2 separate regions of the Arachis hypogaea genome follow, and region 2 is linked to region 1. The links are chromatin contacts, called in public Hi-C maps. All regions are on one chromosome and are shown on one strand. The core of a region is the stretch at or near the end of the contact, and the rest is flanking DNA. Distances in the headings are between cores, read along the strand shown. Region 1 has its middle 12 kb from the start of LOC140184862. Region 2 holds the start of LOC112801046 (chaperone protein dnaJ 16).

Region 1 (3,001 bases), core at 484-2,983:
TAAAAATTTTAATCAATTGGATATTAATAAATTACAGAAGTACTACACGGTTTATTCACTTTTCATACAAAATTGAATTTAAATAGTGTATTGATTTGATATTTCACATGTATCAAACTATTAGGTGCAAAAGCTTGTCTAATAGTCATAGGCATTATATTATTCATCAAAGAAATAATGAAGACCAAAATAAGTTGATTATTAAAGGATTTTATACAGAATAAAACATTTAATTAGTATATAATAGAGTGAGTGACATCTGTATAAAACAAAAAAACTGCAAGACAAACAAGAGTGGCGTTGTTAAGAATCATTTTCATTATTTATTCCAATAATGAATCGATAATATTACAGAATATAAGCAAACTATATTTAATTGTGTTACGTGTGGTACGCATATGCATTAATGCATGCACTTGGGTAATCATTGTCATTATTTTTAGTATGATCATATATTTAATTTCCGATACGCAATTCACAGCCTTAGTTTTCTTGGGTATTGGTGTGTGTGGATATAGGTTTCAGGTTATTATTATATATAAATATAATTAATATGTACACACATTGAATTGACCAATTCAGTCTCAGCTTTGATTCCTCTATATAGAAAGAATATAATATATATATCACTCGATGCAAAGTAATAAGATAGGATTTCTCATTTTTTACTTTTTATTAATAGCTTTCTTGCTGGATCTCAATTTCAGCTAATTTTATATGTAACTGTTGAAATAGAATAAAAATTATAACAGGTTGAAGTGTACGTGTACTATTATTTTTTGATAATTTGTATTAGTTTTATATAACTGTTATTTTTTTATTTTTTATAGTATCTCTTAGTTTGATATATTAAAGACTAATTTATTACAGATTTAAATTTTATTTAAAAATCTGCTGTTAATCAATAAGTTACTGAATTTATTTTTTTAAATTGTTATTATATAAATCTTGAATTAGTTTTATTTAAATTATCAAGCTTATTATTATATAGATTATTTTAATAAAATATAAAAGTAAGCTTTAAATATTAAATTTAAAAAATAACATGTGAGACATGTACAAAATAATCATTCATTCTCTTCGCTTAAGGGTCTTGAGTTTTTTCTGTATGTAATAAATTATGAGGGAAAAACTATTATTATTCTAAGAATAAGTATAGACTATAGAGATCAACTTTTAATTGGTTAATATTAATTAAATTTTGTTATAAAAATATGTTTTTAACCTTCATTTTCTTCTGAAGATTTAAGTATTAGAACTAGAATTCAGGATTTACTATTTATGATTTAAGACTTAAATTTTAAGATTTAGTATTTAAAATAAAAAAGTAATTAGATTAATTGATACTAACAAAAAAAATGGATTATCTAATTGCACTTTATTCTTAGGCTGGGTTCACATATTCACTTACGATTAACTTTTCTTTCTTTTCATTGTTTTTTTTTTTTTTCGTTGGAGAGGCCAGGGGAGTAATGAGGAAAGGAGTCTTTTAACTTATAATTTATAAATTGAAAACTTTGGATATATTTGATTAGGAGTAAAACTAGGATGAAATTTTGCATGAATAAATTAATATAAGAGTAAATTTATACATAAAAATGTATACTTCATTTTTAATTTTTTATCCCCAACAAAATTTATCCGGATTAAAAATTTATAGTGGTTTTAGGATGACATGTATATGTGTTTTATTTTTTGGACACGGACATTTATATGTGTTATACAAAGGAAACAAAAAGTAACAGAAGTTTCATTATAACTAAACTGTTATATTTCCTTTGACCAAAAAAAAAGAACAATTATTTCGAAGTCCAAAACTTCTACAAAGATGTCCGATTAGATTTTTGAAGCAAATGGGCTTATTCTTGTTACAACATAATTTTGTATTATTTTAAAAATATAAAAAATGGAAAAAAGAATGACACTTCGTGAGAGCCACTGTAAGCCCACTAACATTAGTATTACCCTCGTCCTATGATTCTATGATGCACGGAGGGACCTTTACATTGCTTCTTTTTTTTGTGACCTTTACGTTGCTAGAATAAAATAAATACAAAGACAAAAAACTAAACAAATAAAATAAAATAAGATAACTATTATCTTGAACGAATACTTTGTTGCTTAGTCTAGTGAGCAATAGCATTATGATGCACAATAATTGAAGAAAGAAACTTATGAAAATATGTATTGAAAAATTCAGAAAATGTAAAATATGATGGTCACACTTTTTTTCACTTCGAATCCAGAGAAATAGGATTCCTCACTCTCAAGTTGTTATTCTTTTTAACTGTCATTCTCTTCTACCTATTACAATATAACCCCTTCTTGAATATTCAAATCCTAATTAACTCATTTGGTTTTTTTTTTTTTTACAATGCTTCCCCTTTACTTCTCCATATGATAGTCTTTCATTCAATTGGGGGCCTTTCTCACTTTCTTGCCAACTAGGCCTACTTCTTTAAAAAAATTTTCAAGTTCTACAATCTCTTCAATTAAGCTGGTTTGTGCGGCTGAGCTTGGAGGGCTTGCCCTCAAGGTCCAACTCTGAAAACATATGCAACAGCTGGTCGAAGTCCACCCAAGTTGTCTCCTCCCGTGGTAAGCCTTCCCAATCCACAAGGACCTGTTCTACTTGTTTCGCATCTCTCGAGACAGAGTGCCTCCCTAAAATCACTGTAAGTGCGGGTTGAAATGCTGCAGGTGCTGCAGCCACCACCAGGGTCGCAGCCGGCAGTTCTCCATGAAACTCCTTTAGCATGGAGATATGGAAGACGGGGTGAATCCTGCTGCCAACAGGAAGCTCGAGGCGGTATACCACCTTTCCAACACGGTGCAGAATATGGTAAGGGCCAAAGAAGCATCTGTCGAGCTTTGGGTGCTCCCTATGGAAGAGGGATATTTGACAATAAGGCTTCAACTTGAGCAAAACCCAGTTCCCTTATTTGAATTCCTTATCACAACGATGCCGGTTTGCTTGTTTCTTCATGCGGGTTCTTGCTTG
Region 2 (3,196 bases), core at 75-2,574, 99 kb after region 1:
TTAGGGACTATTTTGTCTTCCGTTAGAGTTGACGGAGTTAAGGACCTAAATGGCTGACGGAATTAATTGTTAAGGACTAAGCGAGTAATTAATTTTAGTTGGGAACTAAAATGTCTGGTCCGAAATTTTTTGAGGACCAAAATGGTAAATACTCAAGAATAAAAGAGAAAGCAAAAACGAAAAAAATAAAAGGTAAAGCAAAAAATAAGTGTGGTTCTCTCTCTCATCTAAGTTAATATTCAGATTAAAAGGTAGTGGGTTAAAACATTTATAGAAACAAGTTGAAGTTGGACAAAAGAAACCTTACATTTTTATCTATATTTGTTTCTTTTATCTTGAAAAATAATAAGTTTGATGAGAAATTTTAGATATTTATTTATTTTTCTTTTATTTTCAATAAGTAAATAAACAAAAATTAAAGACCAAAATAATAATTTTTTCAAATCTTTAAGTTCTTCATCTTTTTATGCACTGAATCCTCTCTTTTTTATAGATTCCTTATTAGCATTGAAAAATGACAATTTATATTTTATAAAATAATTTTTTTAACTAAAAATAAATTATTTTAACACGATAAATAAAAAATTGTTTATATACATATATTATATTAATTATGATTTTTTTATGTTTATTTTGTTAACTATGTTATTTATATTTTTAAATTATATTTGTTATCATATTTACGAGGTTGAACAAAATATAATGGAGTATAAAACAGAATTTCTTTAGCTAATTCTAAGAAATGCTATGGTATGTTGATATTTAAAGTAAATATTTTAAAAAATAAAAATAGAAAGAATGAATATAAATTTAGTATTAATTAATTTTTTTATAAATTATGAAAAATTAAAAAATATTTATATATTTTAAATAATAATAAAATAAATAAATTTTTTATTTTTAATTAAAAAATTAAACAAAAAAATACTTCTACTAATATATAAAATGACAATCTAAGATGACTCAAGAAAAGAAAGTTGAAACAAGAAATAAAAAACGCACGGGTCTTCTGCTATTGCTAGTATTGGTATATACTCGAGAGTGGATCCTCCATTTAATTAAAATTGGATAATATGCAGTGTTTAATTTAATAATTTATTATTTTTTAATTTATTTTTGATCTTACTTATAAAATTAAAAATAAAAAATTACATTATATTTTATCAAGTATTAAAAAAATTAGAAAAGATCCATTTCGGTATATACTCTGCGTTGGTGCTTACAAATTAAAATGTTGACAATAATAATAATAATAATAATAATAATAATAATAATAATAATAATAATAATAATAATAGAAGACGTCTAGTAAAATGAAATTTCCCTTGCGAAATTTCTTTCTTTCTTTCGGGCAGGTCCTGTTGTCTTGTGTTGTTGGCTTGGTGTTGTCATTGTTCTCAATTTTTTCTTTCTTTTTTATTTTCTTTTCTCTCTCTCTCTCTCTCTCTCTCTCTCTCTCAGCTGTGGGAAGTTCCAGGTTGGAGGGGTCCATGGGGTTTCTGGATCTCATCACCACAATTTCGAAACTCTCCTTCAACCTCCTCCTTTTTCTTCAATGACTCCCCCGCCACCACTACCTCCACCACCATTCTCACCACCATTGCACGGCGCCAAAACCTGACAGCTTCTTCCTCGAACACCAAGGTAGCCAGGTAGTGGAGGAACCTCATTTCTAGGGTTTGCTATAGTAAGAAGCAGAAGACGAAACGACGCCGTTTGACTGAAAGTATTAGGAAGAAGTATGCCGGGGCATCGGTCCAAGTCGTCGGAGAAGCACGCCGACGGCGGCGGCGCCAAGCCACTCCGGCGGGACCCATACGAGGTCCTCGGCGTCTCCCGCAACTCCACCGATCAGGAAATCAAAACCGCTTACCGCAAAATGGCTCTCAAGTAAAGTCCCCTACCTCACTCTGCTTCTCCAACTAGCTTCGTATTTATTTATTTGTTTATTCAAAAATGTTCAATATTTATACTATTTCGTTTGATGTAGTTTGGATTTATAATTTTATATGCATTTTTTAAAAAATATTTTACAGGATTTTATGTATTTATTTGACATTTGAAATTTGAAATTTGAAATTTGAAATTTGAAATTAGTTTCAGCATGTTAGTACTAATATCCTTTCGACCGAAGTAATATGTTGTTGAATCTGGGATCCATGTGTTGGGAAATGAACTTCTTCACTTTTTGAATGATGTTTGATAGAAGACTGGTTTTGTTTTAATTCTCAGAGTCTCTGAGAGACTTAAGACAAAATAGAACTATGTGAAGACAGTGATTCAGCAGAGGACACGTAGTCAAGGCTAGTATTCGTTTGAGCAACGGCTTGCCGAATCTTCTACTTTGATTTTTCAAAGTCTAGGTGAAATCAATATTCGCGAGGGTGGTCTTGTTTATTTTGCTTCTTGAAGATTTGACTCAAGATCAAATATGTTTTCATTTTAGTATCGATCATTGTTGGTGGTAGTCTTTTTAACTAATATAGTGTGTTTGTGGAATTTGGTGAATAGAAGGTTGTTCTATAATCGCTAAAATATCCGTGTGCTAGAATCAAATTAAGATGATATATATTGACCTGGGAAAAAAAAAGAGAAATGGCTGGTAAAGATCATAGAATACAACATTGGGAAACGTTATCTGTTATAGGGGGAACCTTTTGTGGCAAATCTTTGCATAGTTGATTTTCAAGCCTAGATAATAGAGGAGGGTTGTGTTAGGCAATTGATAGTCAGCATAAGACTTCGTCAAATCTCCATGGCATGAAACTTGTTTATTGATCATCTAGATAAGCCCAAAATATCATTGCAAAGGTGATGTTGAATTGCTAATCTCTGCCCATGATGTCTGATTGTTTTTCATGCATTGGATATGAGCTGGATGGTTTTCAAAAAACTTACTTCCCGGAGATGTCTTGAATTAAATAATAAATCATGCCCTTTCTTGGCCACCTGATTTCTTGAATTCCCTATTTCATCGTCTTTTTAGATGAAAAGGATTGATTATTAAATTAACTGGTTAAATTTATTTCATTTCAGATATCATCCTGACAAGAATGCTAATGATCCTAAGGCAGCTGATATGTTCAAAGAGGTTACCTTTTCATACAATATATTGTCAGATCCTGACAAGCGTCGTCAGTTCGACACAGCTGGTTTTGAGGTGAACCTCATTTTTTCAAATTATTAACCATTAAGC

Evidence for each region. A called contact is a pair of places that touch in the nucleus more often than the background predicts.
Region 2: a Hi-C map of leaf shows a contact between it and region 1, with 3 times the contacts expected there. The contact joins the promoter of LOC112801046 here to the enhancer-like site in region 1. A contact is called at or near these places in 2 of 8 Hi-C or Micro-C datasets (both in leaf).

The regions. Positions count from the first base shown.
Region 1 is chr5:28,428,053-28,431,053 of arahy.Tifrunner.gnm2.J5K5, forward strand. No RefSeq gene overlaps it. Among protein-coding and RNA genes, the nearest start is that of LOC140184862, 12 kb to the left of the region's middle. Within about 2 kb of position 1,734, at least 2 of the 3 cell types and tissues checked have open chromatin away from gene starts, as enhancers often do.
Region 2 is chr5:28,527,283-28,530,478 of arahy.Tifrunner.gnm2.J5K5, forward strand. LOC112801046 (chaperone protein dnaJ 16) reads left to right here and starts at 1,325. Exons shown (of 11, transcript XM_025843573.3): 1 at 1,325-1,890; 2 at 3,037-3,160. The coding sequence starts at 1,742.